Linked DNA regions of Sus scrofa: region 1 is linked to region 2. A link is a contact called in public Hi-C data. All regions are on one chromosome and are shown on one strand. The core of a region is the stretch at or near the end of the contact, and the rest is flanking DNA. Distances in the headings are between cores, read along the strand shown. Region 1 overlaps LOC110262153 (a long non-coding RNA gene). Region 2 has its middle 65 kb from the start of NOCT.

Region 1 (5,911 bases), core at 2,032-4,531, 250 kb after region 2:
GATATTTGGGGGTGGGTATTACTCTGCCTACTGATGGAACAAAAGGCCAAAGCAGACAGAAAATCTGTTTTTATAAGTAGGCAATATCAACACATTTTTAGGTTCCTTTATCCCCGCCTCTTTGCTTGAAACAGTTGTTTTCAGCCTCATATAGGCTTGAAAATGGCAAAAACATTAATGGCATTTCTGTTTGACTGTGTTCTTTGTGATTTATTTCATGTGTATGGAAGTATAGTAGTTTTGAAGGATGAAAAATTTACTTTCTAATCTTCTTTTAAAGGTCAAGTGGCAAAGAGAACTAGTTTTAAATGCAAGTTACCCACATGGAGCAATTAAGGGGAGATATAAAGCAGTATGGATTGTAGGATGTGACAGAGGCCAGATACAAATGGAGAATTGACAAAGACATTAGCTGATTTAGGAAAATTCAAATCCTACCTCTGGGAGAATACTTGGATTCATATATATTTATCGTAATTCTTTTTTTTTTTTTAAACTCTCTCTCTTCTAAACTGTTTTATCATTAAATTTGCAATTTGCTTCTCTTTGCAGCCAGACATAAACACTAACAGCCAACCTCTGAGGTAAATTCTTGTCCTGGGCCTCTCTTGCTGTCAGTGGGCGGTAGTGACTTAGAAACCACTTCAGCAGATGTATTGAAATTCTATATTAAGTTAAAGGATGCTCCATAATATTCGATCTCTCTCCCCAGAACAAACAGACCTGACATGGCTCCAGGATCCCTCCTCAGAATAAACCAAAAAGCTCTTTTCTTTTTTTCTTTTTTATTGCACGAAAAATTCTTTAAATTCTATAGTGCTTTGCAATTTTCACAAGTTTCATACATGTGATTTCATATAACCCCATAATAACCTGTTTCTCTCCCTGCATCCCACTCTTACCCCTCCTGCTCCCTCTCCCCGTTGGCAACCACTTACTTGTTCTCTTTATTTGTGAGGCTGCTTCTGTTTTGTTTTATTCACTAGTTTGCTGTATTTTGTGGAGTCCACATGTAAGTCGTATCATTAGTATTTGTCTTTCCTTGTCTGACTTATTTCACTAAGCACAACGCCTTCCAAGTTCCTTCATGTCGTATATATATACACATACCACATCTTCTTTATCCATTCATTTGTTGATGGATAGATGCTTAAGTTGCTTCAGTACCTTCACAATTGTAAATCATGCTGCTAGGACCATTGGGGTGCATGTATCTTGTCAGAGTAGTGTTTTTGTTTTTTCAAGGATATATGCCCAGGAGTAGAATTTCTGGGTCATATGCAATTCTACTTTTAGTCTTTTGAGAAACCTTCATACTGTTTTCCATAGTGGCTGCAAGATGTACATTCCCACCAACAGTGTACAAGGGTTTCCTTTTCTTCACATCCTCCAAAAGGCTCTTTTCTTAAAGTCATTCATGCTTTCAGACCTTCCCCCTTGGCTGTCTCTCTTGGCCATCGGCTTGACCGTTGGGCCCTTTCAAGATTTTTCCATCAGTCTGCTCTCCCAGTGGTGTGAGTGAGAAGGAGACTCCTTTTCATGGTTGGCCTCTCTGGTGAGCCCAGCCTGGTGGGACTCTCCCCAGAAAATGGCTATGAAACGTGGAGGATCTGGCTCTTTGTGCTGGTGGCTGACAGCTGGGTGAGGGGGTAGACCCTCTTTTAAGCTCATGCTGGTTCCTTGAGCAAAGATGCAGCCCTTATCAATCTCTTGATGTCCCCTCCTGTGGCTCATCAGGGAATCAAGGGGAACAATGAAATACAACGTGTTGGAACTGGTACCCACTGGAGTGCTGCAGCCTGCATGGAGATGGTCTGACTGGGCTGGCACCTGGCTTGCAGGACTCGCTCCTCATCTAGGCCTAGACCTGGGCCTGATGACAATGATAAGTGGCCACAAAGTGATGACAGAGAGAGGCTGAGAAGTGGGGCTCAGGGAGCAGAGTGGGAAGTGGGAGGGAGCACCAGGGGCAGCCATGAAGTTTAGGGGAGTGCTAGTTGCTTGGCTTTTTTTTTTTTTTTCTTTTTCTGTTTCCTTTTTCTTCTTCTTTTGTTTGGTTATCAGGTCTTTCTCTATGAGAGCAGAGAGCTGTGTGGTACCCTCAAGGCTGTCTTACCTTCTGATTGAGTAAATGTTTCTGCTTAATGAATCATTTCATGCTACTTACTGATGGGGCTTTTTGAAAGAATGGCTTTGGGGTAAGAAGTACAGTTAGAAATGATCACCAGCAACAACCAAATGATATTTACGATTTCAGTTGACCATTATGACTGTTTACTGGTTGGAGAGTTCCTTCCACGGTCCAGTGATATCCTTCAATTTTGTAGAAAATCAAGGAAATTTGTTAATTGATAAATAGATATTTTTGTTATTCTATAGCTTTATAGTATTTGTGAGTTGAATAGGAAAATCTTCTCAATGGAAATTAAAAATTTGTATTAAAGTTAACTCAATGGTTCTCCAAGTTTAGTCCACACATTTTACCAAAAAGCTTGGTAAAGCGCAGACTTCTAGATGCTACACCAAGATTTCCAGATTTAATAGATCTTGACTGGGCATTTTTAACAAACTCCAAAATTATTCTGATGCAGGTGGTTGGAGCCATGGTTCGAGGAAAATAGGGATCATATAACACTTGACCTTGGCTGATCATGGAAGGGGGGAATTCTCCACTCAACCCCTCCTCGCGTGTTTTCATATAATATAATTTCCTCTCAGATAACAATTGTGTTTTAATACAATGCAGGAAGGCAGCTCCTGGTAGCGCAGTGTATCACCTGCAATGTTATTTTCACTTTTCAGTCTCAGGTTTATTCCCGCTACAAAGATTGAAGGATGATCTGAAATCAAATACATTTGTCTGGAAGCTGAATGTCTGTCAGACCCAGGCATTGATTTCCTTGAGCTTGAGTTCTCAGTAAATGTCTTTCCAGTGAGAATTCCAATCAGGATTCTAAAGGTTATATGAAATAGGCCTGATTTCTGAGCTTTCTCTGGGGAGATCGCTTAATTTATAGGCAAAAAGGGGGAGAAATCCACTCCCCACCACTGCTTGTTTTGTAATCAGCACACAGTTCATATTTGAGAATAAAACGCTGTGTTGATTACTTGTGTGAACTAGGCTGAGACAGAAAATATCTCTGTGCAGAGGCTCTTTAAGGATGAAATATTTGCATTTTTGGAGGATGAAATGATAGCAAAATGAAATCTAGGCAGAACTGTAGAGATGTAGAGTTGCAGAGATGCTTGATTTCTATAGGTGCTCTTACACCGTTCTATCACGAGGGGGCAGCATTGCACTTTGGTTGGAAAATAGTCTCTGTGGCAAGCAGCCCTTTAAAGGAAAATATATCCAAGCTAGCAAAGCTAAAAACCAGAACATTAGCAAGAACCAGAAAACCAACAACACAGAACCCAAACTCTCTTTGTTATAATGTGCCATCTTTGCTTTTCCGGGTGTACAGAGTTTAATATTGTAGTATTAAGACTCTCCAGGGCATACTTTATCGGTCCATTAATACACACTTAGGGGTTGTGGATAATGCAGTGAGATTATTTTTCCCTTTTCTCACTTTTCCTTTGGCTCTCCCATCTTATATCACTGTCCTTGTCTTGTTGCCAAGCAGCTACTCCCCTACCTACTTCCCTCCAGGAAGAGGCAGACCTGGCAGCTGGCGTGCCTTGGCATCGCTGGTCATTTTGAGGTGCTGGTAGATGAGCTGACTGGAAAGCTCCTTCCCTTCTCCTTCTTGATGTGAAATCAGGCTCACAATTTGCAAGGGTCTGAGAAGCTCCTGGGGATCGCAGTCACCTTTATGCAACCACACAAACATACTTTTACAGGAGTCAAGCCATCACTTTATAGGGAATGATGTGAAATAAATAGATGCTCAAATTTTGCATTTTTATAATGACTCTTACTATTACTGGATCAAATGCGAGTGAATTAAAAACAGATCCAATCTTCGGCTTTAGGAATATCAGTTCCACCAGTCCAGGAATTGTGTCTATTTGTTGATGGTATATCCTAAGTTCTTAGAACGTGCCTGGTGTGGAAGACACTCAGTAAATTTGCTGAAGGAATGAATGAATTTAAACGCCTGTGCCATGATGGCCCTTCCCACTTTCTGGCTTTGCTTTCGAGCAATGATTCTCTTGGAGACTGAGGCCAGGCTGGGCACCGGCCTTGGCTTCCTTCCTTGTTCCAGTCTTTGCATACTTTCTGGGCTTGTGAATTACAACGGTGCAAGATTTCTTGAAGGAAAAGTTCTAAAAGTCATCCTCCCAGAATAACCATAAACCCCCAGCCATCTTTGTTTCTCTGAAATTTGCTTATAAAATTACAGCACTTACACTGTGGATTCTACCATTGGTTGGCAGGGCGGGGGTGATTCATCAAGACGAGGTTGGAAGGTAACTTTCCATTGATGCCCTTCCGTGAGGCAGTCTTTCTCTTTCCTTCCTCCTCCCCTTTTTTCTGGTGCAGGAAGCAGGCAGTTGGGAAACAACTTTGAGCAGGAGCAGAAGAATCACAGGGCAGGGAATAACAGGCACTATGAAGATTAATTACGCTCTTTGGAATCCAGCTTGACTGGGCAAGGTGAGACAGTTCAATTATTTAATCACGTTGGCGCTCCTGGCTTCTGAGGCCTTGAGTGCTGGGACAGCCCTCCCTCCCCACTTCATTCATGTGAGGAATTGCTCCTCAGCTCCCTGCTCCCAGTTGGACCCTCAGGCAGAGGGAAAGGAGCGATGGATTTTGGAAGGAGAAGTTTCCAGATCTGCCTCCTCCCGGGCTGTGTTGTGCTTATGCTGGAGCCTGGCAGGCTGCTCCCCTCTGTGTGTAGTGGATGCTTTTCCCCTCACGCACATACCTTTTTAAGGCTTGCTTTTCGCTCAAGCATGGCTACCCACTGAACTACAGGTCCGAGCATGCTGGATTAGAACACACTGGAGCAATGAGGTCACATCTTGTAGTCTTACATCTGCATTGGCCCAATGTGGTTATTAGCATTTGAAATGTGGCCATTAGAGCACTAACATTTTTTAAGTTAAATTAATTTCAAGTTCAACAGTTACCTATGGCCAGTGGCTACTGTACTGGGCTGTGAAAGACCGAGCTGCACCCACAATGCCCAGGAGAAAGGTTTCCTTTCCATGAATGATTTTTGCTTTTGTGATGGAACTGGACTGCTGCACTGTGATACAGAAGGGGCAGTTTGCACCACGGGCCCTCTATTATTTCATGTATTTTTTTTTTCATCACATCTCACCGTGCCCTCCTGTTTCTCACCATACCCATCTTGGCAACATCTCTCCTTGTTGGTGTCCAAGGAGACACAGAAAATGGTGTTTTACACATTCTGCCCTAGTTCCTTGTTCCTGATGGGGTGAAAAATCTTAATCACCATGGAAACAGCGTTCTCTCCAAACAAAATGAGAAAGGCGGGCGTGTCTTGTTCAGACCCTGGAGCCTCGCATCTCCATGGACTCTGTTATGATGGGGCCTCCGACTTAGTCATCCTGCCTGGCAGTGAAGCACTCTGTTGAGTGTAGATTTTCAAAGATGTTCAAGGATTTAATGCATCTCTCTTTTTTTTTTTTTTTTTTTTTTTGTCTTTTGTCTTTTGAGGGCCGTACCTGTGGCATATGGAGGTTCCCAGGCTAGGGGTATAATCGTAGATACAGCTGTCAGCCTACACCACAGCCACAGCAACGCTGGATTCTTAACCCACTGAACAAGGCCAGGGATTGAACCGGCAACCTCATGGTTCCCAGTCGGTTTTGTTTCCGCTACGCCACAATGGGAACGCCTAATGTATCTCTAAGGCCAGTCAACAGTTGGTCTGTCAAGATGAGCCCTTTAAAAAATGGCCTTAGTGAGACAGAATATTAACTCAGGTAGGCAGTG
Region 2 (5,977 bases), core at 1,096-3,595:
ATTCTCTTTGCTTCTTCCATAACAGCCTCCCCATAGCTCAACCACTGTGTTGCTTTTTTTTTTTTTTTTGGTAATTAACTGTATTACCTGGCATTATCAACAGAGTTATTAATCATTGTTAAAGTTTAATGGAAAGATTAGAAATAAATATTTCAATTGTAGTGATTTTCTAAAATTATAATAATTAATTCAGTTATAATAATTTCCAGCTTCATAACAAAGCTTCTTTACATACCATGTTTTTCATACTGTTAGCTGGAATGCATAGAAATCAGTATTAACAGAGGAGGCCCCTGTAGGAAGCAATTTGATTAAAAAAATAAATAAAATCAGTGAGTACAGGAGTTCCCGCTGTGGTGCTGTGGGTTAAGAATCCAACTGCAGCGACTAGGATTACTGCAGCGACTAGGATTGCTGCAGAGGCAGGGATCTGGTGTTGCCACAGCTGTGGCATAGGTTGCAGCTGGGCCTGGATTCAATCCCTGGCCCCAGAACTTACATCTGACGAGGGTGTGCCCATTAAAAATGAAAAATCAGTGAGTGCAAATCTGAGTGCCTGCTTTGCTGGTAATAGAGAGAATACACTTGCACGTTGCAAACATGTGGTGGCAAGCAGAGGCAACCTGAGGGGATCTCTTTATCCCAGGGCTAATTACTGCTCTCTCTTGCCTGCACTTTTGAAAAATGTACTCTTAGGCTCCGTTGCTATTTTTCATTACTTATTTATTTATTTATTTTTGCCTGGACCACTGGCATGTGGAAGTTCTGGGCCACCGATCGAACCCACCCCATAGTGGCAACCGGAGCCACTGCAGCGACAACGATGGATCCTTAATCCCCTGCGCCACAGTGGGAACACTTCTGTTTCTATTTTTTAAACGTCTGAGTTCTGGATAAGGACTCTGACCTTATCATTGGAGAAGTCTATCCTTTCAACTTTTTTTTTTTTTTTTCTTTCTATTTTAGGGCTTGACCCTTGAGATGACCTTTGCATCATGAACACATACTAAAGTCACAATAATTGAGTTGGTGTTCATTTGAAATTCTATTTGAATTTTCTCCCTGTGGCATGAGTAGTGTCTGTCCAGGTGCTGCCAGGTGTGTCCTTGGGGCTCCTCCCCCGGGGTCTCCTTGCACTGGGCTTCAGCTTCTCGGAGGGTGTCTCCGCTCTCTAGATGCTCAGAGGGGACCTGATTGTCTCGCCTTGGCTGAATGCGCATGCGTATGGATACTTCCTGAAAGAGCCTTGATCATCTTCTTGCTGTATCTTCTTTCCTCAGAAAAGACGTATCCCCCACATGTTTTATGCCAGATTTTGGACTAGGAACTGGGGACACAACAGAGAATAAGACTTTTAGATTCTAAAAATTCTCAAATTTTCATAGCTGTTGCAGGTGAGGATCTAAGTTTATTTATATTCAAGATGACACTTTTTCTCCCTAGTGTGATTTCTTGTGTGAACACGCAGGTGGAAAAACGGGACAATTAAAATGGACGATTGCAAAAAATATTTATGAACATTTTGGGGCTTCAGTACTCTTCATAAAATAATGGCAACATTCAAAATACAGAGATTTATAAATTCACACTTAGCATTCTAACTCTGAATGAATGATGTGGTATATTACATTATATGCAAAAAAAAAAAAAAAAAAAGTGTTGTTCAATCCGCTACCAACCGGGTTCTCGCCCTTCCTTAATCAATAGAAATTGTTAAGAGGCCAGGCAGGAGATTCAGGCAAGGCTCTCCTAGGCTTCAGGGGGGCAGTGAAAACAATCAAGTTTCCCTAGCTTGCTTGCTTTCTGAGGGGAAATAAACTGGTTCCTTACATGGGGTGAGGTAGGAGTAGATCCAAGGGTTGGGCCAGGGGGGTGGCTTAGATGGTCTTCCCAACCCTTTGGTGGTGATGTGTGCGGGGGGCAGGGGTTGTGCCTTGCTTTTGCTATTGGCTCTTCAGAAGGGGTGGTTGGCTTTTTTTTTTTTTTTTTTTTTTTTTTTTTTGTATTTTGTTGTCCATAATTTTGCTCCAACTGAGCATACACAGTTATTTTTAGTCCCTTGTGGTTTCTTTGTATTTTATTGCTCCAGGAGATGTTTGTCTAGGTACTAGCACTGCAGCCACTGTGGCAGAGTGTCCCAGCCCCCAGCCTGCCTCACTTCCTGCTTCTAAATTCCCACCCCTGCAGTGGATTCTATCTTTGTCACCTTGTCATATATGACATCAACTGTTTGGGTGCCAGTAATTGTGAGAGGAAAACCAAAACGGAGTTGGTACTACTAAGAGAGCTCTCTAAAACGTAGCAGGGAGGCCAGTGAGGAAGTGTGACTCAGGCAAATCTCAGCCTGGGTGGAATCTGACCTTTCAATGCCCAAAACCCAAGATACTCATCAGACCTTTCCCCTAAAACAACTCATGACAGCCATCCCTTAAGGACAAATATTGCTTTTCTTGTGTCAGCATACAGCCTCATGATTTTTGCCTTTATAAGCGCCAGACTCTTTCTCTTCTCTGAGAACTCTTTCAATTTTACCCAAATCTGTGTCTGCCAAATTGCAATTCTTAAGACCCCAAACAAAGCTCTTTGTTCTTTGCAGCCTCGAGACTGATTATTGTATAACATTGCAAAGAGACAGAAAGAGGCTAAATTTTATTATATAGATAATTAATGTATGTGTTCTCTTCCTAGAGGGTGAAGACTCTTTTTCATATTTGAATAGCTAGAGCTTAGCATAGTACTTGGAATGTAGTAAGGATTCAATAAATGTTTGCTGGATAAATGAAGGCAGGCAGGATTTAGGAAGCTTAAAAATAAGATAATCCCTTTCTTGACTTTTTTTTTTTTTTAATTTATGGCTGCACCTGCGGCATATGGAAGTTCCCAGGCTAGGGTTTGACTCATAGCTACAGCTGAGGCTTACATGGGATCTGAGCCGCATCTGGGACCTTCAGCAATGCCAGATCCTTAGCCCGCTGAGTGAGGCCAGGGATCGAACCCACATCCTCATGAAGACTATGTCAGGTTCTTAACCTCTGAGCCACAGTGGGAACTCCTTGACTGGTGTTTGGAATGGAAATATGGGAACGAAAATAGGAAGCTAAAGGTCCTTGTACACATTGCATGTTTCTTGCATCCTTAACTGTGCTACTTACATATGTGACATGTATGAACACTCATATTTAATATCATGAAGGAAGAAGCATCAATTTATTTTACAAACAAGGTAACTGAAGCTTAGTCAACTTATGAGACATGTTCAAGTCACACAGTGGATTACCTGGCAAAGCCATCGCTGGGACCCAGGTTAGAAGGTCAGAGACACTTCAAATTTCATGCTCTTAACTATTAAAATGTACTGTATCTTACAGACTAATTGTCCTGATGCTTTGGTGCATGCAAACCTGCTGGTAGGGTCCCTCCCTGATCCCCTCCCCCACTACCTCTGGTGCCTCTTCTGCCCTCCCCCTTCAGGATGCTGAGTCTGCAAATATTAGTGTTGGAAGAGAATATATCAGGATGTGAGTCTTTCTTGAAGGTCCTATTTAGTTTGAGCTCAGGAATAATTTGATGAAATATCTAATTTTATTTAGATCTTTTTTTTGCGATATATGGTAATAGGTCCCTTCACATTCAGACATAAATCTCTAATGAGTTATTTGGAGAGGAGTTATGTTGCTTTATTTCTGGACAGAGGAGGCAGTGACATCGCTGGATATGTAATCTGCTGAACCACATGAGAACTCCAGCAATCACATTTAAAATTTTTGGGTTTTAGAATAAAATCTCCCATTCATTTTTGGGAGTTTCTGTTTCATTTTTTGCTTTGAGCCTTATTTATTTATTCATTTATGTAGAAGTTACAGCATAGATTCCTGAAATTCTGGTTGGCAGAAATGTTTGCCCTTGGAAAGCAGGGGCTATGCTAGTACACACTGATACTTCCCTTCAAATCCAGAGTCAGGGGATATTTTTCTTGGGGAGAAAGCTCCCTCCCACTTGCACTGGTTCTTTTGACTTTGAGTGACCTCAAGATGAAGGGCAGTAATCAGCAAGCTTACTTAAAACAGGTCTGGCTTATTACCTCAATTCAGAATGGGCTGGAGGGCGTTGGGTAAGGGAAATGTTCCCTCCCTGGCCTGTTTGGGTTTAGAAGGACAGCCTAGGATGGGTGTCATCTGCCCCTTGATATATAGAAGGGAGTCTAATAAAAGGCATTAAAAACATCTTTTTCCTTCTTTCACTGGACTCCTTGTGTCTGTCACAGACCGGGCTGGACTGACAGAACGTTACACAAATGACTCTTCTTAAGCAGCGATGAGGCAGCAGCAGGCATTTTTTCATTTAGAGTCTATCAACTGAGAATTGATAAAGTCATCACCGAACAACTGTAGTTTGACCCTGACCTGACAAAAGAGATCGAAAATGTCTGGTGTGGAGAGAAGCCAGGGGGCTCAGAAAGAAGCTGCCAGTCGGCTAAGGGCTGACACCACGCACTCTGCCGAGTGTATTTAATAACTGAAAAGTAAATAATGAAAGGCAGTCAATAAACAATGGTGGTTTAATAAATTATTCATTTCAACAGTACTTCCAGTGTTTGCTCAGAGAAGGGACAAGGCTGTATGTTTTCTCCCAATCGGCTTATCTGGTCGGAACCTGTCTGGATGCTTAGTTGTTCACATTCAGGACAGCAGAGGGCGCTCGTGTCACACCAAAAAGGGAGGCGCTGCTCACCCCCTACCCCCTCCCCCGCCCCCGACCACTCCAGCCCCCTTCCCTGTGCCTGTCGGTGTTTATGAAGGGAGGAAGACACAAGCGGTACGAAAACGTTGAGAAAAGGTAGAGAGGAAGATAGAAAACGAGGGGGTAGGCACGGAAATGGAAAAAAAACAAACAAACGTATTTTTCACAGGGAGCTCAAATTCAACCCTGTACTGAAGCCAGGCACAAGGAAATAAAAAGAAAACAGTTGTTCTGTATTCCTCGGTTAAAATAACTTATTTATTTGAAATCCGAGGACGACAGCTTTGGAACTGTCAGGGCAAGGGTAAGGAGACCTTTAAAAAAAAAAAAATCCAAGCGATCTGTTTCCATCTTGAAAACCGAACTCCGGTTTTCAGGAAATGCCCCCAGGAATCAAGTGCTTCTCTGGGGGCTCGCTGCCAGCGAACAATCAAAACCACAGCTGCTGAGGGGCCCGGGGCCGTTTGCAACTCAAAGCGGCCGCGCTTTAAAGTATGCCCTGCGTGGAAATGAATCCCCGCTATCAAACTCGGCCTTCCCTTTCTCTTCTCACAGCGCGGTGCTATGGCCTTATTTTATTTATGAGGAGGTGTTACACGAGGCAAACGTAACGTGTAGGAAGAGCCATTGTGCTCCCTGGGATATTTACTGTCTACCTAAGGAGCGGAGGTTTAATCTGTCCTAGGCAGTCACGCAGATGCTAAAACGCATGGTCTTTATTTATAATAACGCAGGAGGCAGCCCACAGGGAAGTGTCATCTTGTTTGTAATCAATTCCAGTGCCAGGCTGTTGTTGCAGCACAATCAGACTCTGTATTAAGTGACAAATTGGCTTCCTCTTCTTACTGTGACTGTCATTTTTCTTCAGTGCGTATCCATCATCTCTGTTACCAGGCCTTGGAGTGTGTACCACACACGCGGACCCACACAAATACATCCCCTTGGAGTTTCTGTCCTGGCTCAGTGGTTAAGGAATCTGACTAGCATCCATGAGGATGCAGGTTCAATCCCTGGCCTTGATCAGTGGGTTAAGGATCTGGCGTGGCCATGAGATGTGGTATAGGTCAAAAACACGGCTTGGATCCTGAGTTGCTGTGGCTCTGGTGTAGGCCGATTTGTACAGCTTTGATTTGACCCCTAGCCTGGGAACTCCCATATGCTGCAGGTGTGGCCCTAAAAAGAAAAAAACCAAACCAAAACAAAACAAAACAAAAAACCCCAAATACATCCCCTTGTG

The links. Hi-C and Micro-C count contacts between places; a contact is called where the count stands out from the background.
Region 1: a Hi-C map of alveolar macrophages shows a contact between it and region 2, with 2.2 times the contacts expected there. The contact joins two enhancer-like sites. A contact is called at or near these places in 4 of 47 Hi-C or Micro-C datasets (alveolar macrophages, embryonic fibroblasts, epiblast stem cells and 1 more).

Annotation. Positions count from the first base shown.
Region 1 is chr8:88,225,065-88,230,975 of Sscrofa11.1, forward strand. The region is part of intron 5 of LOC110262153 (a long non-coding RNA gene); the gene reads left to right. Among named protein-coding and RNA genes, the nearest start is that of NOCT, 320 kb to the left of the region's middle. Within about 2 kb of position 3,282, at least 8 of the 83 cell types and tissues checked have an H3K27ac peak or open chromatin away from gene starts, as enhancers often do. A contact at or near this core is called in alveolar macrophages, where this site is marked.
Region 2 is chr8:87,971,201-87,977,177 of Sscrofa11.1, forward strand. No RefSeq gene overlaps it. Among named protein-coding and RNA genes, the nearest start is that of NOCT, 65 kb to the left of the region's middle. Within about 2 kb of position 2,346, at least 15 of the 83 cell types and tissues checked have an H3K27ac peak or open chromatin away from gene starts, as enhancers often do. A contact at or near this core is called in alveolar macrophages, where this site is marked.